Linked DNA regions of Ovis aries: region 1 is linked to region 2. A link is a contact called in public Hi-C data. All regions are on one chromosome and are shown on one strand. Each heading gives the region's core, a stretch centred on a gene start, on an enhancer-like site or on the middle of the called end of the contact. The rest is flanking DNA. Distances are from core to core; before and after follow the strand shown.

What was found. Hi-C and Micro-C count contacts between places; a contact is called where the count stands out from the background.
Region 1: a Hi-C map of muscle shows a contact between it and region 2, with 2.4 times the contacts expected there. The contact joins the enhancer-like site here to the promoter of FOXP1 in region 2. A contact is called at or near these places in 5 of 16 Hi-C or Micro-C datasets (muscle, omental adipose tissue, skin fibroblasts and 1 more).

Annotation. Positions count from the first base shown.
Region 1 is chr19:30,632,133-30,638,885 of ARS-UI_Ramb_v3.0, forward strand. All of the region lies in intron 7 of FOXP1 (forkhead box P1), which reads left to right. Among named protein-coding and RNA genes, the nearest start is that of FOXP1, 510 kb to the left of the region's middle. Within about 2 kb of position 4,684, at least 1 of the 54 cell types and tissues checked has an H3K27ac peak or open chromatin away from gene starts, as enhancers often do. A contact at or near this core is called in muscle, where this site is marked.
Region 2 is chr19:30,118,738-30,125,647 of ARS-UI_Ramb_v3.0, forward strand. It overlaps FOXP1 (forkhead box P1), which reads left to right and starts at 4,546. Exons shown (of 21, transcript XM_060402218.1): 1 at 4,546-4,741; 2 at 6,637-6,781. LOC121817230 (a long non-coding RNA gene) reads right to left here and starts at 5,986. Exons shown (of 2, transcript XR_006057040.2): 1 at 5,540-5,986; 2 at 1-4,808.

The sequences.
Region 1 (6,753 bases), core at 3,434-5,933, 510 kb after region 2:
GCCAAACCGGGAAGCAGGCAGGAGTTGCATGAGGCAGAGAAGAAAGCTGGAGGGCAGAACAGGTTGGCAGGGCAATGGGATGGAGAATGGATAAGAAAGAGCGTCAGAAAACAGTGCACCACGAGCTCCCTGATTCCAGAGGTCTGGCCTGTTGGGTTGTGACATTACATAGATGTGTCTTGACCCATCTCAAAAATTGGACATCACTGAATTTAATTAAGATCAATTAGACATTCCTCCTATTGTTCAAACACACAATACCTTATTTGTCTGAAGAGAACAAAGTTCTGTATGACCTGAAAGCTTCCTGCTTCTCTATTGCTTTTCCTCACGAGGAATGAAATGCCATTTAAAACACTAAAAAGTAAATAATAGGCCTGCTGGCTGGACTGTATGCGCTTCTGTATGCATTTTCTTAAGATGAGACTCACTAGATCTCAGAAAGAATCTAACATCTCTGGGATGCTATGCTTCCTTGCAAATTTCTTTCTTCATCCAGCCCAAACTTTATCTGTGGCTTCAACTTGAGACGGAAATGCCAGCCCTCACCAGTAGTTACCTGGCACATAATGCTTTCCTGTCTCCTTTCTGATACAAAGCAAAGAGAATCAGGTGAATGGCTTGTGAGGTTGGACCAGAAATTCAGAGAAAATAGTTTTAGAGGGAGCAGGCGTAATGCAAAGAGACAGCTTTGATGGTTAAAGAAGAGGAAAAAAGTCACAAGGACAGACGAGATAAACATGTGTGAAAGTCAGGCGGTTTTAGCCCATCCTGTAAGGCCCCAACTTAATTCAGCAAGTCCTAAAGCTTGTTAGTGACTTACTCAGTGGACCACGAGTTGTTGGTGTTTCATAGGGTTTGTGACCTAGAGAGGATCAGAAGAAGAGCTTTTGAGTTGTTTTCCAAAAAAACATCTTTTCCCTCCCTTTGTTCCCTGTTTTTCTGTTGACACGACAGTGTCCAAGATTCCAGAGCTCTCAGATCCTGTTTATATTTTTAAACTATACTCTTGGTAGTTTTATTTATGACATTAATTGTAAGCTAAAAGGCACCCAGAAATTAGTCTTCTGCTAGGGCAAAATGTGTACCGGACACGTAATGAGTAGTTAGTTGCAATCATTGTTGTCATTATTACTAAAGAAAACATGGAGAGTATCTTAGCCATCTTCCTTTTTGTTTAGGTGAAATATGAAGTCTCATAGAGGTGAGGTGATGTGCCCACGATTGCATGTGAGCTCATGCAAAGTCTTTAGTAGACCCCAGCGTCCTGTCTAATATTCCTGCATCATCTCAGGCTTAAATAGACCACTTGAGGCTGCTCTGGACTAGAAGAGATTTGCTTACCTTTTAGGGGCCAATGGGAGAGTCCCAGTTTGAAATTGTTTGGGGAACTCCCTGAACCTTCAAAGAGTGGGAAGTGGATGCTAAAGGGCTTGGACCTTAATGTCCTGCCTCAGCCTCTGCCCCTGGACCCTTACACATCTCCTCTCTTCCCAATCTCCCTCTTCCATCCCTGCCCCTGCCAAGAACTGGCCTCATCACTTTCCTCTAGGAGAGAAGGCAAATCTTTGAATTTTTATATGGTTTCTATTAAAGGTAGAGTTGTGTGTGTGTAATCAGTGACTATTAAGGAAAGAAAAGCCATAGAAAAGATTTTCTGTGTAGCCGTTTCTATGCCACACAGTGTGGAAGGTAATTATCTTTGGAGGGGATTCCACAGCCCTGCACGGGCTTCCCCGGTGTAAGATTTATCATCGGCTGGATTGGGTGTTCTTTTTAAGAGCATTTACTCAGCATCTAAAGCGCCGTCAAGAGCGCTACTTCCTGAATGCTTCCGAGGTTGCAACTGCTAAGCTGCATCTGCCCATCTTGGAGATGTATTTTTGAAATGGGATGCAGGGATTTATAAGGCCTCGTGCTTCCCGTTGATACTGACAGGGGGTGCCTCGTTCAAGCCTTGCTCGCTGCCACAGAAATTCTCCCGATGCCCAGAGCCCTCCTCCCTGCCTGCCTGGCCCGCACACCAGGGCACCTGTCTTGGGGATCGGGCCTGGGAGCACATCCTGTTGTTGGGGGGGTGGGACTCGTGCCAGCTCATCAATCTCAGAGTTAACTGTTGTCTTACTTAAACAAAGGATAGACACGAAGGTTCTTCTCTACCCACCCACCCCTATCCCCCGCTTCCTTTTATATGAGTCTTACGAATGCCAGAGGAAAAGTTGAGCCGTGAGCCAGCTAAATATACTGTATCATGAAACCTTAGGGACCACTGAAATGGGAACAGTGGCCCTTTACTGCTAAGAAGGTGTTTTATTGAAAATGCACTGACATACCTCTCCCCGGAGAGGGAGCAAAAGAGAAGGCAAGATGCCTGGCAGTAATACAGGTTGTTCTCTTAGGCGAGCTAAAATATAGAGTTTGGCACTCCTGTGCTCCAAGCCAGCCGGCAATAGAGTAGACGGATGTGCATTTTTACACTGGAAGTGCCATATTTCACCCAGGGCACCCCCTCCTCCCCATTTTTTTAAGTATCTTAATTTATATATTCCAGTTAATAGTTCATTGCATGGCCTTTCTCTCTCCAGTTTTTAAAAATTGTCTTTGAAATAAGTTGAGGTAGTCAAAAATATCCTGGTCCTGGCAAGCTTACCAGCAGAGGGCAGACGTAAAGAAGGTTTGGACAGGAGGGTGTGCCAGCCTAGGGTCACAGGAGGGTGGCGTGACCTGGGAGGGAGACCTGCAAGCATTGTTCGGAGGGCAGGATGGAACATGCTCCCTCTGCCTCTCTGCAGGCCTGCTGTACACCTCTGGTCTCCGGAAAAACTGACTTTCCTGCCTAGAGGTGGCCAGTGCCTTGAAGTGATACTCAGCAATTTCTACATAATGAAACGTATAAAAAAATACTCAAATATCACGTCATCGCCCGAGACCCATGTCTTCTTTTCCCCTTCAGTGACCCAGTCCTGCTTATGCCTAAAATCGAGAGTTTGCATGTGGGTGTCATCAACCCTGTCACTCTTGGGAGGGGACATAAGGATTCCTGCTTGATGGCGACAGTGATTCTTCCTTCCTGATGCCTGAAGGATGAAGCTCTTTGGGAAATGCCCTCCTGCCCTGAAACATGTCCCTTTTTGAAACTTTTGAGCAACTTGGTGTAATCAGTTCTAATCTTATGGTAGAAGCAGTCCAGTAATACATTGTTTTTTTGTTGTTGTTTAGTTGCTAAGTTGCATCCAACTCTTCCATGACCCCATGGACCATAGCCCACCAGGCTCCTCTGTCCATGACATTTTCCAGGCAAGACTACTGGAGTGGTTGCCCTTTCCTCCTCCAGGGGATCTTCCCAACCCAAGGACTGAACCGGTGTCTCCTGCTTTGGCAGATGGATTCTTTACCACTGAGCCACCAGGGAAGCTGTCCAGATACACTGTACATTATATTAAAACAAGAGATTATATTATAGTTTGAGCACAAATGAAAGAGATTGATTTGTTGCTGTCAATCAGATGCAGAGTTTGCAGTAGATGTTGGCCATTTTTTTTTCCAGACATGATTTTGCTTACCAGTGACAATCTATGAATATCTTTACATTTCAAGTGAGGGATTTTTTTTTTTGGAGAGGGTGGTAAATGTTTTCTGTACCTTATGTGCTCATCATATTCTTAAGTTACCTGAATGTTGACGTGTCAGGGGGTGTATCTAGGAAATTAAACTAGGAACAATTGCATAATAAAATGTTGCATTAAATGGAGATGCTCATGGCAGTTTAGAGGATGTCAGGGAGAGAAATTTAAACTCCTATGCAAGAGTGAGAACTCACCGTCTTTTCCCTTGGCCAAAGGAGAGCAGAAGAAAACATAATTGCTTTCACTATCCATACAGACATAACAATGACATAAACAATATCAATATGGAGCTAACCACCTTTGCTCCCTGGAGATGGATGATGTATTAATTTATATTTTTAAGTAAAAGCACCACTTAAATCAAGAAGGAATGGCAGGTCCTTGGAGACAAATGCCCAAATCTCAGGAATCAGGCATGGCTGTTGCAATTTAGTTTCTCTAATTGGCTGACAGTTGGTGGTCTTTGGAGACATGAGAAATACTAAACCCAGGCTTCTCTGGAGAGACTTCTCTTCCCTGGGCAGGTCAGGAAGCCCATCCTGGAGCGAGGGCATACGATTTTGTGTTCCTGTTGTTTCTGCATTTTCTCCTAGAGCAACAGAATCAGTCGGTTCAGTCTCTTTAAGTTCTGTCATCTCTGAATGTGTTCTGGGTGCTCCATGAAAGTAACTGGAAAAGAAAAAGGAAATAAGTGTTCAAGCAAGGGTTGTCTGGACGAAGATGGGGAATTAAGAAGTTGGCCCCTCAGAATTCCCTGGCTGTCCAGTGGATAGGACTTCTCGCTTCTCCCACAGAAGGTATGGGTTTGATCCCTGGCTGGGGATCCCTAGCTGGGTGGTGTGGCCAATAATTTTTCCAACCCATCAAATTATTTATCAGTTTTTATTTTATTCCCTCTTGCAGGGACTATCTGGCGATAATTCCTTCCTGGTAGAGATAACTGACTTGATCTGAGGAGGCGTGTTGCTCTCAGGGTTGCTAGAAATATGTGAGCCAGTGTCCAGTGACATGCCCTTCTTCTGATTATTGCCAAGCAGTTTCTGGCAAAGCAGGGCCTCAGTTGGTGCTTAGGACCATGTGGGCCTGGCAGTGTGGCTGCTGTTTCCTCCACCGCTATGCCGTCCATCAGAACCTGGGAGTGACGTCCTGACGAGACGCTGCTTCCGACCCTTCCTTCAATACCTCTGCTCTCCATTCTCAGCTCTGAATGGGCAGTAAAACCTTTCACTTCTTCTGTGTTCAGGGCCAAGGCTCACAGAACCAAATATAATACATGATTTGAGTCCCAGGTGTGTTATTTGGTGGTTAGAGTTTGGTGTGGGATCACAGTAATCTGTCCTTAAGTACACAGCCAGCTGCACAATGGACTCATTTAGCAACTGACAGGTTTCTTAATATGTGGTGTCTGAACAAGGGCTGTATCTGTTGTGGGTGTTAGGATGTGGGCATCAAAAATATTTTTAAGTGCAGCATTTAGCATTTCCTTCACTCTTCCTTAAACATTAACTCTTCCCCCGCCCCTCTCAGGTGTTCACTTTATAATATCACCGCCTCTCTTTTTCTGGGACTGTTCAGTGTCCTGTTCCCCTTGTGGTCCGTGGAGCTAGGTATATTTGATTCTTTAAAAAATAAAAATAAAAAATCACTTTGCCTTCCTCAACTGCAGCTTCCTCCTTAAATGGAGATTGCAATTTCTGTTCAAGTTGTGACAACTCAGTGAGCCCCTGTGTCGGAGTAACCCATTCTAAAGCCCGCCCCTCAATCCAGACTCTTCTAAAAGTCCCCCAATTGAACATGCAAATGCTACTGTTTTTATTTTTAATTATTTTCTTTTCTTTTTTTTTTTTTTGCCTTTCTGATCCAGCCTTTCCAGAATGACCTGGCAGTCATAAAATAAATGAATGGCATTAAGTCAGTCTCCTAAGTCACTGTAGCTTTTAACATTCTGTTGTTTTCCAGCCATGGAAAGCTCTGGTTCTCACAGAATCTCAGGCATGGGGCAGCTAGACAGGACCAGATGGAAATGGATCTTGAGAGCCCAGAATTAACGAAGTGACCTGGGCATATAAAGCTTATCCAGGTTTATCTCTGATGGTACATTTCCTTGCCTAGAAGTAGTCTCTGAGTCACCCTGTCATGTTTGGAGAGAGGGTGGGAAGGGCCCCAGGTGGCCTCTGCATATGCTAGGCCACTTCCCTCTTTATGCTGTTACCTCCCGCCTTGCCCCAGACATCAGTCCCCTAAACACCAGCTCCCCATGGGGCCTCCGAACCTCTCCTGCTCCACTCATCTCCCCCTGCTCTGCGGTCTCAGGGTGCTTAATGCCACCATCATGCAATTTAGTACTTGTGTAACCACCACGTTGCATCACTCTCTAATTATTTTGTGCAAGGCTCGTCTCCACAGCTGGGTCACAAGCGTCTGTAATATTTGTTGTTTGTTTGTTTGTTGTTTGGATGTTCCTGGAGACAATCAGCTTTTAAACACTAACCTGCCAAGAAGGTAGTCCAACTTGTAAAAGCATCCTTGAGTTTTACGTATGTCTCTTAAAGAATGTCTTAAAAAAAAAAGCATTGCCTCTTTAAAGGGGACCCTGATGTTGTTCACAGACATTAAATCTGTAAGGAATTTTAATACCATTGAAAAAAATGACATGTGGATTTTGAAATGAGTATTTCTCCTCTCTCACTGTGCCTTGGTTGGAGAGAACTTCCTATATTTTTATTTCCTGTCTTTGGGGCCCTGCCAGCCCCTACCGAAGGAGGAGGGCCTTGTCTCTTGTCTCTTTTAAGAGTCAGAACTCTACTGATTCATGGTACACTGGCAGATTTAAGGCCCCTCTCCCCAAAAAAGAATGCCCTTGGTTCTCTATTGAATATTCATGACAGGGTGGGGTCACATTTTTGTGACCTGAAAAATCCCATTAATAAATTTGTTATCTAACACAAAAACACTTTAGGGTGGAGCACGGACTGTGCTGCACCCATTTAACATCTGATCATAAGTTGACAGTCAACTGGCGCTTTTGTCTCTTTTGCTGCCAGATTAATGGGGGAATTGCTTGCTTCCCAGCTGACCTGATTGAAATTCAGATATTTGCTTGATTGGAAATATTATCAATATGCTT
Region 2 (6,910 bases), core at 3,296-5,795:
CTTGCTCAGATACCCAAGTAGGTGGAGGCTCAAGTCCCGTACAGTATATCCTCCACAGGGGCTGGTTCTGCATTCACAGATTCAACCGGCAGCATCCACGAAACCGTGGGTTGAATAGGTGGATACAGAACCAATGGGTACAGAGTGCCAACCGTACTTTATTTTTAAACTTTGTTTTGGTTCCAAATACTTCCCATACTTTAAAAACCATACTTTAAAAACGGAGATCCTCTGTTGGTTTTTGGTATGGACAGAGAGCCACATCACAACCCAGAGAACACACTTCTTTTGCCACTTACTGTGAAACATGTGATTTTCATTAGCCATTTTTCTCTTCTTGGAAGGAAACGCAGGAGTAGAAGCCTTCATTTAGAGTATTCGGAACACGTTTACAACCTTTCCCTTTCCCCCATGTCCCTCTTCTCCTCCCTTTCTCTCCTTCCCTCCTTTCTCCACTGTGTTTACCGGTACCTGGATGTCTGCCACACCTGGGGTAGAGGAGAGGGAGGAGGTAAGCGGGGGATCTTGGCTTTGGCTCTCAGTTGCTGTCCTACTTATAAATGGCTATATGGGTTGGCTATTTGGGAGAAGGTTAAATGATTTCTGAGGAGGGGTGGCCCATCTCTTTGGTAAAGTGAAGAGTATGAGATGGGAATACAAAAGGAGCCAGGACACCTGGATTCTAATCCTTGTTTAGCCACTCACCAATTATTTGGCCTTGGAGGGCAATTTAACCTCCCTGGGTTCCAGCTTCCTAATCTGTAATTTGATATACATACTTGGTTATGCCTATTTCTCAGAGTGTAGGAGTCTTATCACTGGGATGGCATGAGATAACATTGAATCACATATTCTTGGCAATCACTTTCATTTCTTTCTGGTTGTTCAAACAACATCAATAGCAACAAAAAGAAAACTATTCTCTGTTGACATGCATTAACATTTTCCCGGGACTTGTCACTTTTCTGTTTAAAATTTTTGTTAATTTTAGTTTTTTGACCTCTCTTTCTTTCTAACAAAGAAAAATCAGCAACTTTGTTTTTACTGTGATTGTTTTTAATTTATGGAGACTGGGAAATATGATTCCCCATTTAATGTAGTAATAGAAAAATAAAAGTTGGTTACTTTACAGAAAAATAGTATATTTATAATAATGGTACTTCAGTGAGTACAGTATTAGTTATTTTCTAAACTTAAAAAGATTCAGGTATCCCATTAACTGGTTGATGTCCACACAAGTTTCTGTTCCCTAAAAATGTGCATATATTCATTGACACAGTATTTGCAGAACAAAGTTGGTGTTACATATAATTAACAGTATGTGGCAAGGCACTCAAATGTTCTGAGACCGTTGGGGAAATTTTGGCCACAATTAACTATAGTTTGCTGATTTGGAATTTACAATTTTTTCCTATTACTTAAACTATAACAAAATGGGAACAAGCACCTTTGCCTTAGTATAATTAAAAATGAAATTATGTCAGGAACATGTTTTAAAAAGGAATTTCTATTTGTTTTACCACCAAAAGGTGGCGTCCTACCCCCATGCCCTTTATTTAAAAACCCTTCTTGCTTTAATTTAACAAAAAGAAACTTCTAGTTGATTACTGATAAAGAAATTAAAATGTGCTCCTTATGAATGTAACGTGACAGTGTTGAAAATGAACTATATGTTAAACTGCAGTTAAGTTTCCCTCTAATGTAAGCCAAATGGGCATGGAAGTCTTTAATACGGCAGCACATTAGACAGTATTATTACAAAATTGGGTACAATATATCATGGGATTTACAGCCAGGATTTCCTTTTGTCTGCAAAACTTGTTGCCAGTCTGATTTTGGCCCCCACTTTCAGGTGAATGTAAGAAAGTTAAAATGCAGAATAAGATCAGTGGTAACCTAAAGATCTCCTTTAGTATGGCAATGCTAATAATTTAAAAAAAACACACACACACAAAACTCACTATTTGATCTGAAAACAAGATCAGAGCATGAATTGTTCTTTAGAGATGATGAATAAATTTGTCATATTGAAATAAATTGCTATTCCCCTGAGTTATAATTTTGCAACCCAACATATACCATAACATGTTATATCGGGCATAAACACTGTAGAAATGAAAAACATCATCACATCCCCAGCCAACAACCCTCCATAGACTGGCTACTTTGTAGATTTCCATTTACTTCCATGTAAATTCAGCATATGGAATTTCCAGTGATGGTAATGGGTGGTAAAGGGTTGTTCATAGTGTTAACTGAGAAGACAAAGCTTTTATATAATTGTCTAGTACATGGTAAGGATTCAATAAATATTAGATGTTATCACTGACAGATGTAGACTGTGAGCTCCTCAAGGGCAGAAATTTTATGTATTTTTGCATCCCTCAGTGCCTACTATATGGTCTAGAACATAGTAGGTGTGTCATGTCTTAATTTCTTGAATCAAAGAACACAACTCTAGCCTCTAGGAAGCTAGGAAGTGCTGCAGGAACTGAAACACATTTTCTTTATCTCGATTCTAGTCTAAAGATCTGATGGATGGTTTTGCCTGGATAGCCTAGCGTCTTACACAGCATGCATTCAACAAGAATTCTACTGTGTTGTAATTACCTTAGCATGGTCTCCCTGTCTCTGGCTTTATTCTGTAGCATGAGTGAATGATTTTTTTTTTTTACTTGCAAAACAGATACAATTTTAAAATGGTAGTCTTATGCTATTGTTGAAATTGAGATTTAGAATTCTTCAGTAAATGAATGTTTTAAAATATTTGTATACAGACAGTATCCAAAAAATTGATAATAACTCTTTTTCAGAATATTGGTTATCTACAACTGCCCCAGCCAGGCTAAAGACCAGAGAGATAATACTTACCCTCCCCACCAGGTCTTCCCCCCTTCCCCCATTGTCTCCTCACCTCCCAAGTACTTTGTAGGAATCCACAGGACTGGCTGCCAATATATTCTCATAAAGAGTTACCCTGCTATACCACCCAGCCGGTAGCTGGAAATGCTGGTATGTTAGCGGCATCTGAGGTTAAGAGTCTGAAAAAATTATTTCTGTTAAAAACAATAACAAACCATAGAGCCATGTATCTTTCCAAGTCACAGTGTGGAAACAGAAAGTCATCTTCCTTCTCTATTTGTATTGATGATAGTGAAAGAAATGCTTGTGTCTTTTGTTTTGTACATGTATATTTCAAAATATTTAATCCAGGCTCCTAATTTACTCCTTCAAATTTCTAAATTCCACCAAACTTCAAAGCAACAAAAAGAAAAAAAGTCTCACCTTTTCAAAGAATTGGACAAAGCTTTTTACATGTGACTGATCTCTGGGAGAGAAGGTAATTTGTGTTAAACAACTGATTGACATTCTAGCCCCCTGGGCGTTTTCCTAAGAGAAACCGTGGCAAGAACAGAGCTCCCAACGCAGCCACTTTCCCCTGAAGTGGATCTAACTACACATTCCTGCAGTGACTCTGAGAAGGAAGGACGGGGAAGCGTCCCACATTACACTCTCCTGCTTCAGAAATACAGGGGGAAAAACCCCTCGCTGGCTGGTTTCTCTTTCTTGCAAACAGGGGTTTGTCCTCCTGCTGAACTTTCACCTTCCGAACTCGCCTTCTTTCATTGGACAAAGTACAGAAAGAAAGAGGAGAGACCGAGGGAGGACGGGAGAGAAGGAGAAAGGGGGTTGAAAACACCACCCCCTCCCCCTCCTTCAACTGTCACTGATGGCAAAACACTTTCACTTTTAACTGGAGGAAACTCACATCCCTGTCTATCCTCTCCTCTTCCTTCTGTATTTTTAGCTCAGAAACCAAGCAAATAGCCGTCGCCTTACGATCTTCGTCCCTAGTTGCTAACACTCTCCCTCTCGCTTTTTTCCCCAGGGTCTGAATGGGCCCCCCTTTCCCCTCTTCTGAGGAATCCCCCTCCCCCATGCCCCTTGTTTTCCAGGTCTTTCTTGCCTGATTCCTCTTTTGCCAGGGACTGCTCTGGCGTGGCCCTCCTCTCTCTCGGGTCTGCAGGCTCTGCCTCCCTCTCTCCCATCCAGCCTGGACGCCCCTCACTCCTACCTCTCTGTTCCCCTTGCCCCCAATTCCCACCTCCCCCAGCCCTGCTTTGGCAACTGCGATTTTTTTTTTTTTTTTTTTGCTGCAAGCCTTGTTGTTTACCCAGCAGGTGGATGTGACGTCAGGGACGCACAACAGCAAAAAATAACAACATCTCCCTCCGCGACGTGTTGGCCTCGCGCGCGCCTTATTTATTTATTTGTTCCGGGGGTGGGGGCGGGCACCAGCACCTAAGTGGCTTGGGGAAGGAGGGTGAGCAGGCTCAGGCCCGGGGGTGGTTTGTGGGCGCGTGAGGTGGAGAAGGGGCCCAGGCTGGATGTCAGGGGTGGGAGCAGGCTGGGGAAAGCCCCGGCCCGACGCCGTCCGCGCCTCTGCGGCCGCCGCCACCACTGGCGCTAGCTGGGCTCCGGGAAGCTAGTCCGGAGCGGAGGAATCTATTGTTATTTATTGTGTGGCGGTTTCATGCTGTACTCGCGCGGCCCGGCCCTCGCCCGGGAGTGCGTGTGTATGTGTGTGTCTGTGTGTGTGTGTGTGTGTATATGTGCGCGCGCGCGCGCGTGTGTGACCAAGTGAGTGTGTTTGCGGGGGTGCGCGCGCGGGCGGGAGTGGGCGCGCTCGGGGAAAGGCCCGAAAACACCTTAGTTTGCACCGAGAGACCATTTGCAGCGGGTGAGTTTGTATTTTTCCATTTCTGCTCCACTTTTTCCCAAGCCGCCTCCTGCCTTGTTTCCGACCACTTTAAACAACAAAAACAACAACCAAAAAAAAAAAAAAAAGAAAGAAAGAAAGAAAAGAAAAATATCTACTTTCCATCTCCCGGCTCCACGGCTCCACGTGCATCTCCCCCAGCCCTCCCCAGAGGCAGCCTCTCTCTTCCCAGGGTCAGGGCCAGGCTCTGGGGTGGGTGGGGGCTGCGAGTCGCCTGGGGGTGGAGGGGTTTCCAGGGGCACTGCTCTCTTGGGTGCATTTCCATAAGTCAAATGGGGGGTGGGGCGGCGAAGGCAGCGGCGAGGAGGCAATCTCGCCTTCCCCTTGGCCCCTTCACGCGTTGTTCTGCACTCGCCGTGGGGAGAGAAATCGATAAGCCCAGGCGGCCTGGTGTAACTTTCAGTGTCCGTTGTTGGGGTGCCTTCCGAGTAGCTGCCGGGAGGGCGCAGGGCCCGGGGTCAGGTCCACGGCGGGAGGGGGGCGCGCTGCTGGGTGCTTCTCGAGCCCAAAGTTTGCACTTAGAGCAAACTTTTTCCCTTCGCTCAACTGCTAGTGTTTGTCCCCTCTGTGCCCAGGGGCTGCTCCGTGGGCCTCAGCAGAATGACTGGGGATGTCCGCGCCCTAGGCCCCGCGGCTGGGGACGTCTCTAGTGCTACGCACGCCGCGTCCCGACCTCGATGGCGGGGACACTCCTCTGTCGCACCCCAGAGCCCAGAAAACTCAAAACACATACCCGCACACCCTCAGCTAGACACGTACCCCTCACGCGCTCGGCCCAGCGAACTCAGCCTCCCTGCCAGGGATCCGCGACTGCCGTGGCCAGCTCCGCGAGTGAGAGTGGGAGCAGGGCGCGCTGCGGGTCGTCGCCGCGCGCGGATTCCTCTCCACGCCATCACATGCACTTTCTGGGTGTACTCCCCTCTTAAGAACGGGGGTGGAGGGGATTTCCCAAGCCTCGATATGTCCTGAGACGTGCGCGAGTCGCCGCGTCCCTTTGGCGCTGTCCCGGCAGCCGATGGCTCTCTGTTCCTCGTCTGCGCGCCGCCTTCTTCCCGAGCTCCCGGCGCTCCATTCGTGCCCCGCAGAGAGGATTCAGCTGAGCCAGCCCGCGAGCCGGGCGGCCGTGCGCCTCGGGTGGGGACCGAGGTGGCGGCGCCGGGAGCCGAGGGGTTTGCCAGTTGCTGCAGGGTCGCGGTCATTCACTGCCTCCGCCTCCCCTCGCCCCCGCCTTCTGCCCCCCCTCCTTCCCAGACGCTGCTGCGCTCGGAAACTTTGATTCCTTCTCCTTTTTGGCCCTAGGCTAGTCCCCCTCCCCACCTGTTGTGAGCTCCACCTTGGTCCCTGGAGACTGGCGGTGACACACGCGGGCGCAAGGGAGCTTCGCGCCCAGAAACAAAGTCTCATGCCCCCCCCCCCCCCACAAGTGTTTGCTAAGAAATCTCTGCCTGCAACACCCCCCCCCCCCGCAATCGCCCCCCATTGCCGCGCAGCTCCCGCCCCCTGTTAGAATAAGGACTAAATAAACAGTTGTAACTCCAAACCTTGCGACTGCGATCTTATCCCGATCCCACCCCTCCCCCTTTCCTCCCCCCTCCTTTTTTGTTGTTGCAACTTTGTAAGATCCCGGGTAAGGTGCTGAGACTTTGGCTCCGTCCGATTCCCTGTCTCGGGATCCTTGCAGGGAATCCCTGAGCCACATTCTCTCTTCCCTCCACGCGCGCTTGTGGGTCCTTTGGGCCCGACGCCCTCTCAGCCTTGGCCCCCCAGCTCACTCATCTTTCCCGCCCCACTCCATTTCCCCCAACCTGCACCGAGAAGACTTGCTGACGGTCACCCCGGTTTCTTGTCAACCGCAGAACCCGAAAGTTTGCAAGAGGAAGAGAGCGTGTGGCGAGCAAGCGGGCCAGGGGCAGCGGCAGCGGCGCCGGGGACCATGGTGCTGCCGGCGCCTCCTCCGCGGGCGTGAAGGCGGCGCTCCCACTCCCTCCCCGGTCTCCGCGGGTAAGTCGAGGCGGCTACGGCCGCGGGCGGGTGCGCAGGGTCTAGGGACACCTTAGAGCTTTGGGTTGCGCCCGGGGGTTTTCTGTGCCCAAAGCCTCAGCATGGGCGGCGCGAGCGCAGCGATCTGGC